Regions from separate parts of the Mus musculus genome. Here all the other regions are linked to region 2. The links are chromatin contacts, called in public promoter capture Hi-C maps. All regions are on one chromosome and are shown on one strand. Each heading gives the region's core, a stretch centred on a gene start, on an enhancer-like site or on the middle of the called end of the contact. The rest is flanking DNA. Distances are from core to core; before and after follow the strand shown. Region 1 overlaps Ikzf1 (IKAROS family zinc finger 1). Region 2 holds the start of Ikzf1 (IKAROS family zinc finger 1). Region 3 has its middle 30 kb from the start of Gm29945. Region 4 has its middle 23 kb from the start of Fignl1.

The links. Promoter capture Hi-C pulls out the DNA fragments that hold promoters and counts their contacts.
Region 1: a promoter capture Hi-C map of pre-B cells shows a contact between it and region 2. The contact joins the enhancer-like site here to the promoter of Ikzf1 in region 2. A contact is called at or near these places in 9 of 39 promoter capture datasets (the C10 cell line, the HPC-7 cell line, cranial neural crest and 6 more), 1 of 15 datasets of contacts at CTCF or cohesin (CD8 T cells), 4 of 484 Hi-C or Micro-C datasets (CD8 T cells, bone marrow-derived macrophages, pre-B cells and 1 more), 7 of 115 datasets of contacts at active chromatin or transcription factors (the 230-238 cell line, CD8 T cells, the SCID.adh cell line and 4 more) and 3 of 9 other capture datasets (adipose tissue, liver and pancreatic islet).
Region 3: a contact with region 2 is called in a promoter capture Hi-C map of hematopoietic stem and progenitor cells. The contact joins the enhancer-like site here to the promoter of Ikzf1 in region 2. A contact is called at or near these places in 9 of 39 promoter capture datasets (the C10 cell line, the HPC-7 cell line, HPC-7-derived erythroid cells and 6 more), 2 of 15 datasets of contacts at CTCF or cohesin (CD8 T cells and large pre-B cells), 9 of 484 Hi-C or Micro-C datasets (the 63-12 cell line, CD8 T cells, DN3 thymocytes and 6 more), 11 of 115 datasets of contacts at active chromatin or transcription factors (the 230-238 cell line, CD8 T cells, the HPC-7 cell line and 7 more) and 4 of 9 other capture datasets (adipose tissue, bone marrow-derived macrophages, liver and 1 more).
Region 4: a promoter capture Hi-C map of pre-B cells shows a contact between it and region 2. The contact joins the enhancer-like site here to the promoter of Ikzf1 in region 2. A contact is called at or near these places in 10 of 39 promoter capture datasets (the C10 cell line, the HPC-7 cell line, cranial neural crest and 6 more), 1 of 15 datasets of contacts at CTCF or cohesin (CD8 T cells), 21 of 484 Hi-C or Micro-C datasets (B cells, the G1E-ER4 cell line, the MNK3 cell line and 14 more), 7 of 115 datasets of contacts at active chromatin or transcription factors (the 230-238 cell line, the SCID.adh cell line, T-cell acute lymphoblastic leukemia and 4 more) and 5 of 9 other capture datasets (adipose tissue, embryonic stem cells, liver and 2 more).

What each region holds. Positions count from the first base shown.
Region 1 is chr11:11,759,766-11,762,613 of GRCm38.p6, forward strand. Ikzf1 (IKAROS family zinc finger 1) reads left to right here. Exons shown (of 8, transcript NM_001025597.2): 7 at 1,454-1,588. Among named protein-coding and RNA genes, the nearest start is that of Fignl1, 48 kb to the right of the region's middle. Within about 2 kb of position 1,521, at least 5 of the 459 cell types and tissues checked have an H3K27ac peak or open chromatin away from gene starts, as enhancers often do. A contact at or near this core is called in pre-B cells, where this site is marked.
Region 2 is chr11:11,684,318-11,687,311 of GRCm38.p6, forward strand. Ikzf1 (IKAROS family zinc finger 1) reads left to right here and starts at 1,608. Exons shown (of 8, transcript NM_001025597.2): 1 at 1,608-2,151. Gm11999 (predicted gene 11999) reads right to left here and starts at 1,318. Exons shown (of 4, transcript NR_166812.1): 1 at 973-1,318.
Region 3 is chr11:11,585,947-11,589,041 of GRCm38.p6, forward strand. No RefSeq gene overlaps it. Among named protein-coding and RNA genes, the nearest start is that of Gm29945, 30 kb to the left of the region's middle. Within about 2 kb of position 1,680, at least 18 of the 459 cell types and tissues checked have an H3K27ac peak or open chromatin away from gene starts, as enhancers often do. A contact at or near this core is called in the 230-238 cell line, the 63-12 cell line, the G1E-ER4 cell line and 3 more, where this site is marked.
Region 4 is chr11:11,783,965-11,787,023 of GRCm38.p6, forward strand. No RefSeq gene overlaps it. Among named protein-coding and RNA genes, the nearest start is that of Fignl1, 23 kb to the right of the region's middle. Within about 2 kb of position 1,712, at least 17 of the 459 cell types and tissues checked have an H3K27ac peak or open chromatin away from gene starts, as enhancers often do. A contact at or near this core is called in the SCID.adh cell line, adipose tissue, beige adipocytes and 3 more, where this site is marked.

The DNA of each region.
Region 1 (2,848 bases), core at 271-2,770, 75 kb after region 2:
AGGTTGGGTCCATTAGTTGAAAACTGCCTAACTCAAGAGATGTAAGCTCAAGAGATGTAAAAGTAAGGTTTGTTTTTCTGAATATGATTTTCTTTAGTAAAAAGGTTAAGGATACCTGTTACATTTCGCCTATATCTGCATAGGATAAGGAACTATCTCCTGAGCCTCACATGCACCAAGGACAGAGGAAAAAGTACTGGGCTCAGAGGTGTGGTATGATGTCACCTGAGAGATGGAGCACCTGAGAGAAGGGAAGATATGTAAATTAGCTTGATAAATCACATGTATGAATGACTTCTAGAATTAGATTTTATGACTTTCTGTATTTCCTCCTATTAATCAGAGTGGGCTGAATGTTGAGCTATTTAACAAGACACCCTCATAATTCACTGTTAACAGAATATGCCAGCAGTAGTATTTGACTAGAAATGCAGGTTTTAAAGTGACGATATAAAAAATGCATAAGGATTGTGTGGGCATGCAAGGTACAGAATACCCAAGTGGCAGAAACTACCAGGTCATCCTGGGCAAGGGGGAGATGTAGAAGATGATGGAGTGAATGAAGGCTGAGCCATTGTGAATATCCATTTATTGTAAAAAAAAAATCTATCAGAAAAAAATATATTTAAATATTGACAAGACTAGGATTATGTGAAGATGTAGCTATGGGTCAAGGAACTCTTTGAGGAGCATGAAGATAAACTAGATAGAACCAGATAAACCTATGGTAAATCAATGGCCTGAGAAGGGAAACACACAAGGCAGGAACAGTATGGGAAGAGCTGTTTAAAAAGTAGAAGCTGATCACTTTACACTCTAAGCTCCTGGGGAATGAAGGAATTATATATTTTAGAAGTCCCTGCCTTGCAAACTAGGTGTCAGGATAGAAGAGACTATGCAGGAGACAAACTTGTATCTTCTTCACTTATGGGCAGGGAGAGTTGGTATAGAAAAGCAGATGGAATGAGCTAACCTGTATGTCTGTGTTTACCTTAATGGCTGCTCGGCTTCCTACCCTGTGTGATTGCTGTGTGGTCATTAGACATGTGCTGTGTGGTTGGGGACTGCTCCCTATAGAGTTGTGACTTTAGACCCTTTGTTCATTTCTGGACCAGATGATATTTGGTTCTCATTGTTGTTGTTAAATTTGGTTAAGGCAATCTTGACAAAGACCCTCCAAAGTAACACAGTTAATTCACTGTGGTCCAACCTTGTGTGGTAGACAGCAGCTTGTTATTTTGGTCTTAGGGATAATGTGGGTTGAACAGGTGGAGGATGGGGTCCTAGCAGGTGGCTAGTCATTGGCATTGCTGTAGCTGGTTCTGCCAGGGGCTGCAGGATGAGAAATCGGCTCTTATTGGCACTTGACAAATGTGCAGTTAACACTGAATACAGCAAGATCTTGAAGTGCAAGCATTTCTAAACTAGCCTCTCTAACTGTCTTTGACTTTAGTCATTAAGGAAGAAACTAACCACAACGAGATGGCAGAAGACCTGTGCAAGATAGGAGCAGAGAGGTCCCTTGTCCTGGACAGGCTGGCAAGCAATGTCGCCAAACGTAAGAGCTCTATGCCTCAGAAATTTCTTGGTAAGAGTTAAATGTTTGCTGTCTCTTAACCTAGAATTATGTGGGTGTTCTAGACAAAAATTATTTGAAAGTAGAAGAAAACAAAAAAAAATCTCCCTTTTGGAAAAAAAAGCTTATTATTTCTTAAATACTGTAAATTTTTTCTAATAATATTATTCAAACTGATAGACCTTTTACCAGGAATTAGATAGGGTGTCATAGCATTTGGAGCCTTTGGTATGATGTTTCTGTGGCTGCTCTGACATGGTTACATCAACTCTTTCTCCCCTCCAAGGACAGTGAGGGCTAATAAGAACCAAACAGAAATGAGCCCCCTCAGAAGACAGCGGAAGGGTACAGCTAGACTTGCTGTTCTGATCACTGAATCCTTACCTATGCGGAATAATGCAGAGGGAATGAGTTGTTCATGAGGCACTGTTGCCTGCCAGCTAAGGCGGACCACTGTAAGGACAAGGAAGTAGCTGAGACAGATGCCTGAATGGCATCACTAGCCTCAAAGGCAAGCTTTAGGTCAGAACAGAGATGCTCGTAAACTCTATGGGGGCAACATGGGGGAAATGACCCAACCTTCCCAAGCCTGGGTTCCATTCTTTATGTGTCTCATAAGGCAACCGGAAGCATAAAATGCCCCCACAGATATAAAAAAATTTTAGAAGCCCTCAGTAGGAAGATCAGCTACTATCATTGTCAAGAAAAGAAACCTTATGTCCAAGAAAGAAAAAATAAGGTGTTTGAGAAGCTGAGGTGGACTTTGAGAAAGGGGCAGGACCTCAGCAGCATGCCATACAGTGAAGGGGTCATGGAGTCTAGGCAGACAAGGAAAATTACTTTGCTGGTGTTGGGATCTAGAGCAGGACTAGTGGGTATTTCCCAGCTTTGCGCAAGTACTCACTGGAAAGCAGTGAGTAAAGCTGTCCCATGATGCTCTGACTATAACAGTACTGGTCATTGAGGGCCAAACTGGGCAGCATCATCTCATTTGGAATCACAGAGAAAGCAGGGGTATGCTCCCAATGGGAGCAGAAGCTGAGCACATAAAGATGACATGGGTCAAAATTATCTGGACATGGGAGATGGCAGGAGAATGGGGAGTAATTGAAAGAATGCTTTGGTGTAGAAGGAATGGAGGTCACGGTAGGGCTGGTGAAGGAAACTGTGACTTCCCTTGCTTAGTGTGCCATTTGCAGAAAAGACAAAGCCACGTCTGGAAAATAAGAGTTCAGGGTTTGATGTAATTGCTTTTAAGAATGCTACCCTGGT
Region 2 (2,994 bases), core at 358-2,857:
TGGAACACACAAAAAAGATCACAAAGGAAAAGGGAGAGCTTGAAGTAAGACCAGAGGGCAGTTTACAAGTCTGGCCTCCCTGGGCTTGACCCATAAGTTGACTTGGCTTAGGATCTCTGTACCGTGGCACATCTCCAAAAACAAACTGGTAGATGTTGCCTAAACCGTCCAAGAAAACTTTATGTGTTGAAAGGCCTTCTCTCAAGAATAGTAGAGGCCAAGCATGTCATCGAGGTGCATGGGTCCTGTTATGGCAGCCAGGCCACAACTATCTGGACAGCTGTGTCCCCGACCACGCTCAGCTGCCCTGGAGTCACATTTTCTGCCTGTCCCTGTGGCTCACTCCTCCTGCCACCTGGGAAGCCTGTGTCTTCCTTTCCACCAGCACAACCTATCCCTTTGAGGCCCAGAGCCTTCCTCCCAAACACTATAGCTGCCTGCACTCCTCTCAAGGGTACTCCAGAGTTTTATTTTGTGCCTTTCTAAGTGGTTTTGAAAAGTGGTGAGGCAAGGCCACCGCCACCCCCACCCTACCCAGGCAGGGACACCAGGCAGTGTGTATGGAATTAAAGATTCTCCCTCTGTGCTCAGGGTTAACGCCTGTCTGGCCCCCTTCGGGTGTGGCCCAGCTAATCAGAAAGACGATGGGCTCTTTGTAGAGTGTGAGCACCATCAGAGGCTGCAGTCCTGTCTCTACGCAGGCACTCCGTGCCTGACACGCCAGGGAGAGGTCTGCGGCGCCGTGGAGCATGGTGTAGGATTGCCTTGCTCCCACCTCTGTCCATAGACCCCTTCCACGCTGGCGTGTGCACACAGGCCGGGATGGAAGGCGCCATCCTAACTTCTTCTGTGAGCAGGTGGGAGGGAAGAGACGCGAGAGGTATTCCATTGGTTGTCTGGGAAAATGAACTGCACCTTCTCCTCACTCGCACAGGATCAACTTTTCCCACCCCCTAGGGTGGGCATCAGTACCTTGGGGTCTGAGCCCGAACGTGGGAGCCCACGGGTCCCAGTTTCAGGGACTCGGCTGTGCGCTTGCAGCGGTTGCTCTTAGACACCGGGGAAAGTGCCTTACAGTGTCCCGTGTTCCCCGACTGGGCGAGTGAGCCTGTGTCCCGACCGCCCGGCTGTCCCGGCTGTCCCGCGCGTGGCGCTGCGGCAGGGAGGCCCCTCCCCCTCCCCGCCGGCCCCGCACGTGCCGCACCCCTGCGGGTCGAGCGCGGGTCCCGCAGTGGCGCGGTTGAGCCGGACCGGCCCGCGGGCAAAGCGCGGGCCGCCGCATCCCGCGCGGGGCAGCGGCGTGATGCTGCGCTGGAATGAGGAAGCTTGGCGCCAAGGGGAGGGCCCGGGCGCGCTGCGCGCGGGGGTGGCGGCGGCGCGCCGAGCGGGCCCGGCGCGGGCGAGCGGGCTGCAGCCGCCGGCGGCGCCAGCAGGTACGGCCGGTGCCCGCCGCCGCCCGGCTACCCTCGGCGGCCGGGCCCGAGCCCCGTGCGGCTGCAAACTTTGTGTGCGCGGCCCGGCGGGTCGCGGAGTTGCCGTCTGAAGGCGGGACCCGAGGGCGGGCGCGGGACGGGAGGGTGCCTCCCTCTGACCCGCTCAGTGTCCCCGTCAGGGTCCCGAAGCCGCGTGCCGTGCGCGCAGGCCGGGTGGGCTGTGGGACAAGCCGAGCGGGAGGCGAGTCGCAAGCGCCAACCCAAAGTTTGCACGGTGCGGGGCGAGGGGCGCGCGCTCCGGGCTGCCGCAGGTGGCGGCGCGGTGAGCCCGGGCCAGGTGCCCCGGCAGCGGGGCGGCGCTGTCGTGCGGGACAGCCGGGCTGCCAGGGGCTCGGAGCCGGGTCGGAGCCCGCGGGGGGCGGGGAGTGTGGCGAGAAATGGGGAACAATGCGAGTGAGCAACTTGAGGAAGTCATTGTGAAAGAAAGCTGGGAATTGCTCCGCAGCCAACTTAGCAGGGCACTCTAACAAGTGCCTGCGCGGCCGCGCCCGGGCCGGGGACAGGGGCAGCCCGGCGCAGTACAGCCCATCCCGGGACGCTCGGCCGCGGCTGCCGGAGACCCGGTAGGTCCCGCGGGGTGCAGGAGCCCCCAGATCCCCGGCTGCTCTTCGCGCCCCAGGATCATTCTTGGCCCCCAAAGCGCGGCGCACAAATCCACGTGAGTGTTTTCGAATTAAATTTCAGTAGAAAAACTTGGGATAACTGGTGGATTTTTGTTTTTGTTTTTTTCAATTAGGAATAGGAAAGAAAGGAAAGTCATTCGAAATCCATAGTGTCCGTGTCGCTCACGTCTATCTTTTTCTTTCTGAGGACTGTGAGAGCGTTGACTTAGGTCAAAGCCTCTGCCTTTTTAGGCTGGGGCTGCAGGTGCAGACCAGGCCAGTTGAGGCACTTCTGAGTAGCCCGGGGTCCCACGAAGAGAATGTCCTGCTTTTATGTTTAGGTTTATATCGACATATCTATCGAGATTACGGAAGCCAGCGTTTTCAAACTCATGAGTAAAGACTTTCCTTATTTTCGATGCGAGAGCTATTTGCTTTACTGATAAGATCCTGTCTGAGTTTGCTTTGTGCAAAACAAAAATGATCTGAGTATTGAAACACATACTTTTTCTCATCGCACTGTCTGATCACAGGTCATGAGACTATCGCAAGGAGACCCTGTTATCAAATAGGCATCAGGACGCTTGCACATTATTTGAAATGTGCTTTTTAAAATTGCTAAGCATCACTGGTGATTCCCAAGGTATCTTATGAGCCTTCGATTTCCTTCTAATTTGGAAGTGCAGGATATGGCATCTGGTGACCCAAAGGGGCATCAATTCAAAAGGTCTGAGCCAGAAATATTTTCTGTTTTCTTTCGGGCAGGAGCCCACCCAGATTGAATTTTAATGTGCTATTTTGCTCAAGTAACCCACACGTAATTTCTCTCCCTGCTGCAGACAACCTATTTCATCTTTGAGCTGCCTTGTTTTAAACTTACAGAACCAAACTGGTGTTAG
Region 3 (3,095 bases), core at 430-2,929, 98 kb before region 2:
ATTTGTGGTGCCAACCAAACATTGAACAGAAGTCAGAGATGCTTATGGAAGTGTTGGGGGGAGGATTGAAGGCCCTAAAGGGGATAAGGAATCCACAGGAAAACCTACAGTCAACTAACTTGGACCCCTGGGAGCTCACAGAGACTGAACCACCAAAGAGCATACACAGGCTGAACCAAGTCCCCAGCACACATGTAGCAGATATGCAGCTAATTCTCCATGTGGGTTTGGAATAACTGGAACAGGGACAACCCTAATGCTGTTGCCTGACTGTGGAATCCATTCCCCAACAGGACTGACTTGTCTGGCCTCAGTGGGAGAGGATGCACATAAACCTGCATGAGACTTGATGCGCCAAGTTGGGGAGATACCCAGGGGAACCCACCCTCTCAGAGTAGAAGGGGAGGGAAGAGTGAGGGAGGGACTCTGTGAGGGGGGGACTGGGACGGATGTTAATGAATTGATTGATTGATTGATTGATTAGTTAATTAATTAATTAATTAAAAGAAACAATTTGTGGTGCTATTTGAAAGTAGTAGAAGTGAGGCCTGAGGAAAGTTGGGTCATTTGGAGCATGTTCATCAAAGAGATACTGGGCCTCCAATCTTTTTCTCTGATCTTTGCTTCCTACTGCCATGAGATGACTTCCTCTGTCACAATCCCCCCACTGTCACTGTGTAGATAATGGCACTATCACAGACCCAAAGCAACTGAAACCATAGCAGTCTCTGAAAGCAGTCTCCCTCCTCCAACATGACTTTCTCAAATGTCTTTTCCCAAGGCCATGAAGTCCAATGACAGACTCACACAATGCTTCAAAATTAGAGCGTTCCAAATGTGGTGTCCCAATACCCCCCCACACACATACACACACTATTAATATGCTGGAAACACATACAATAATTTAACAACTTTTGAGTTATATGGCTGTAATGGTTTCCTTCCCACATTCCAAAAACCCAACATATGGCTTGGCTTAACAGTAAACAAATGGAGGAGGAGGGACTCTCAGGAAGGCTTCCGACCCTATGCCACAGCTCTTCCCATTGCACCACACCACCAGGCATATTGACAGGCAGAAATGCACAGGAATAGGTCCCCAGATCTAAAACAAAGTAAGCATCTGGTGCTGTCAGTGGAGGGAGGCTGGCTTCTTTGAAAACCGGGAGAAAGGGGAGGGGTTCCCAACTCTTGTTCAAGTGGGTGGAAAGTATCAAATTTTTTTTTTATTAGATTTTTGTTTGTTTGTTTGTTTTTTGTTTTTTCGAGACAGGGTTTCTCTGTGTAGCCCTGGCTGTCCTGAAACTCATTTTGTAGAGATATTTTCTTTATTTACATTTCAAATATCAAATATTTTTATCTTCGACAAAGTTTTCTAACTCCAGGGGATTATTTTTTTTTTATTTATTCACTTTACATCCTGCGTACTGTCCACCACCCAGTCATCCCCTCCCATAACCCTTCCCCCCTCTTCTCCTCTGAGCAGGTGGGAGCTCCAGTCCATGCGATTCTTAACCAGTTAACTTATCTAAGTTGCTATTAATAGAAAGCACATTGCATCATTCTTTGGTGCAGGGAACCAGGATTTGGGTTTCAGGCTGGCACTTCTGAGAATTAATTTCCTACTTTCAGCCAAAGGTTACCTTCCCCATTTTGTTCTTTTCATCATGCATGATTGCACATGCTGACCTTTCTAAACTGGGGAGCCAGAGGGGAAAGCCACATACTTAAGCACTGAACATCACTGTGCTTAGGTAAAAGTATAGTTAGCATCAAAATTGACATGTGCGTCCTGCCTTGTTGTTTGTCTGGAACCAAATGTAGAAACAGAGTGGTTATGGTCCTGGATGCTGCAGGTTTTCTGGAGTCATTTTGCAGACATCTTTGACTTATGTATAGGGTTTAGAGTTCTTCATCATGGATTCACCTAGGACATGGGGGAAAGTTAGCCAGTGTAAGATTCAACACTGCACGTCTTCCTGACAGTGATACATTGTTGGTCATTTCTTCAACTTGTATATTTCAAGGGAGAAAATAATGACCACTATACACACACACACATACAAACACACATGCACACACATACATATAACACACATACATACACACATACAACACACACATACGCACAGCATACACGCAACACACAGATTCATACAATATACACACAACATACACATACATACATACAACACTCACTACACACACACACACACACACACACACACACACACACATACACACACACATGATCTTGATAGCATATATCTTCCTCACCCTTCTCTTATCCAGCCAGGACTTAGACTTTGTTGTTTTATGTGTTTCAGTTATTGGTAACTTCACCTTTTTGTATTTTGTTAAATCCTTAAAAATTGATTAAAATTATTCTTTTTAGATGAAAAAGCAAAACAAAAAGCAAATACCCCCATTAGCAGTGTCCTTCTCTCTTCAGATCTTCAGTAGCATCTTGGGGTTTAAAGGGAGCAGGTCCTGCTCGAAAATGTAAATATAGATCTCCACTGGCTCCAGACAGAGACTTACTTTGTGGCTGCATTTTACGGATTACCAAAGGCAGATGATCATTCGTTATTACTCAAGATCTCAAATTACTCTGTTATACATCCAATCGCTCATGCTCAAAATCAAAGCGAGACTTACAAGGAAGAAAATGGAGTCTATTTTCTTCATTCCTGGATGTCATCGATTATGAAACTATCATAAGTTTAAAAACAATTGTAGCCAGACAGTGGTGGTGCATGCCTTTGATCCCAGCACTTGGGAGGCAGAGGCAGGCAGATTTCTGAGTTTGAGGCCAGCCTGGTCTACAGAGTGAGTTCCAGGACATCCAGTGCTACACAGGGAAACCCTGTCTCGAAAATCCAAAAAAAAAAAAACCTGTAAAAGGGCCACTGAGATGGCTCTAGGTTAAAACACAAGCCCAGTGACCTGAGTTCAAGCCCCAGAACCCACAGTTAAAAAGAAGTGGCACTGAAGTTGTCCTATGACCTCCACATGTACAGTGTGGCATGTGCTCACTCATACTCACACATACCTTACATACAATGGCTGGCAGGTATGGTGTCACACAACTTTAA
Region 4 (3,059 bases), core at 462-2,961, 100 kb after region 2:
AGTAAAGAGCAGTTTGAATGCTCCCAGCATAAATGTGACAAATGTCTGAGGCCTAATCTGATCCTTCTACATGTTATAAATGCATGTCATACTGCATCCAATCAACAGGTACAAGACCTATGTATCAATCATAAGTCAAAACATATTTCAGCTTTCAAACTTGCTCAGAACCACAAGGACCTCCAGAATTCTGCCCTGTGTCCTGTAAGCCATTACACCTGACTTCAGCTTTACACAGAATAAAATTGCTATCAGCGTCTCCTAAATCATATCCTAGAATTGGTTTTTCTGTTAGTCCCAATATTGTGTCATAAAAAGTGTGGCTGCAAACAAAGTCATACTGAGGACTACACAGATTTTGTCCTAATATCCATGATGGGAAAAAGCCAACTGCCTGACCTCTGCTAGAAGTCATCACTCAGCCTTGCTCACTGCCCTGCCTTCCTTACAGAGTCTCACCCAGGGATCAACCAGCTCTTATCATCTGAAGGATCAGAAAGATTTCCCGAAGTCACTGACATGCAGTCATCAGAGGAACATTTGCATGGGACAAGCACAGAGAAAAACTTAATATTTTTGTGGCAGCGATGACAATAACATGTGACAAAGGAGTTACTACCCTTGCTCCTTAGAGAAAAGAGGTTCACACCTAAGATCGCCCTTCTAGTGGAAGCTACACCTTTCACCACCCCAAGGACCCAGTGGGCAGCCTGACACATGATAATGTCAGCAAGATTATACTGAGCATTAAAAGGGGTCAAGGGGTGATAAATTCTCACCATAGCAATAGTGCATGCAAGGTATATACATATATTGCTTTGGGATATTCTGAGGCCATGGAAAAATAAAGTACAGAAATGTTGGAAAGTCACACCTGGCAGAAGCAAACAGCAATCTGAGTTTTTTACTTCATGCTGGGAGACAGGGATGCTATGCATCCAATCACTGTAACGTGGGATGCCAGAAAGACAGGGAAAAACATTTCATTCCCCAAATAGAAAATTTTGTTATAACAATGCTGTGCCATAGGCATGAACTTAGTATAGCTATTCAAACTTAATTAAAATTAATTAGAACTGGAAATTCAACCTCTTGGTTGCAAACATTCTAGATGTTCAATAAGTTGGATTTGGCTCTGGCTCTGGCTGTGGCTCTCGCTGCCATCCACATTGGATCATACAAACAAGAAGCATTTCCATCCATGTAGCAAGTTCTGTGAGGTAGAGCTGATCGGTAGCTGTTTGCCTTGCTCCTTGGGACTCTCCAGGGTCTAGCACAGTACATGGCACAGAAGGTGGATACCTGTCAAATTTCCTTCCAAAGTAAGCCATGCCCTTGCAATAAGATTCCCAGAAAGCCATCCTGGACTACTGTATTCTGTTTTAATCCTAACTCATTGTTTAAAGATTGCAGCAACTTTCGCTTCTGTTTGCGAATAGACCTTTTACTCTGCCTGGGAGGAAAATGGCCCTTGCTTAAGGTCCTCTGCTTCACGCCAGTCCCACTCGAAGTGCTGATGGTGGAGGTGACCCTGGAAGCTCAGAGTGCTGCATCAGAGCCCTGGTGGGTTCCTGTGACCTCCAGTCCCTCCCACCAGCTAGCAACCTGCAAAAGAGAAACTCTAATGGCCAGCAGGCAGAGGGTGGGATCTGTAGAAACAGGGAAGCAAAGGCCTCTTAGGCAGTTCTTGCAGGATCATCCTCCTCCCGGGGGAGAAAGAGGAAAGGAAGGCAAATCACTTTCCACTTGCTTCTGCTTCTCCTAGAGAAACCGCTTGCCTAATTTCCTCTGCAGCTAGAGAAATGTTCTTTGTGAAAGCCACGATTTCCACACATTCACTCTGTGGACTCCACGGGCCTCCCAGAGGTATTTGCATTGCAGCTCTCCTTCTGTCCCAGCAACTTCAGCTGTCCTGGCAGCTCTGCTTGAAGACAAGCAACCAAGTGCAACACACACTGACTACAGTCAGCAGCAGGTCCTTCCACAGAGCATTCTGGCTCCACTGGGCTGCAGAGGTGGGCAGGAAGGAGCTCTGGAAGCTTCCATCCTAAGGCCCAAGCCCTCCTAGTATGGCCATCCTGCACAGTCCCCTGAATGACACCCCGTTTCTCAAGGTCCCTGCAGCAAAGGGATTTGAGAAAGTCACAGCCATTCTCACACTCAGAACACCCTAACCCCAAGCCTGTACCTAGATAGCCTGTGGTCTGCAGGGAGTACCTGTGTAGCCTATAAGACCCTCACCCCTTTCATGGACCAAAACACAATGAATACATTCTGGCTATGGCTCTCAGGGTATGAAGGCAGTGCTGGTGCAATCCCCAGCAAGGGTAATGCAGTGAAGTGTCTCTGTGCTAAGGACTGTGCTTCCACAGAGCCCTTAAGCTTGTGTTTGCTGAATGAGCTGGCCACTCCCTCCCTCCCACATCTCCACACTCCCACCATACCCCCCTGGCCTGGAAGAGAACAGTTCACTCAGACTGGATTCAAAGCACATGTCACCACTAGAGAGACAACCTGCAGGAGAAACCCATCTGCTGGAAATCTAACACCCGGCAAATAGAAGGAGTGTGGTGTTAGGCATGGCACCTGGGCTTTAAGCATCTTATTACCTGAGCTGCATTGTCACAAGTGAAGCAGTCACCCTTCCTTAGCCTAACAAGCAACTGTAAATTACAGGCCTATGCCACCAGACACTTAAACGTCACCAAAATGAAGGATGTATGTAGAAGCCATATGGAAATCTGTGGCTTTATGGATCAAGTAAAAGAATACCATTAAGCCCAGTGTGATGGTGCATACCTTTAATCTAGGCCTTGGAAGGCAGAGATAGGAGGATCCATGTGAGTTTTTGGCCAGCCTGATCTATATAACACAGGAGGATCTGTGTGAGTTTTTGGCCAGCCTGGTCTATATAACACGTTTCAGGATAGCTAGGACTCCATAGTGAGATCCCATTTCAAAAAGTATACATGTAATATATATGTATATGCATGTTATATATTATATATAATATAAAATCAGAGAGATAATAGGCCTAGGACAACATAAGAGAACAGGGG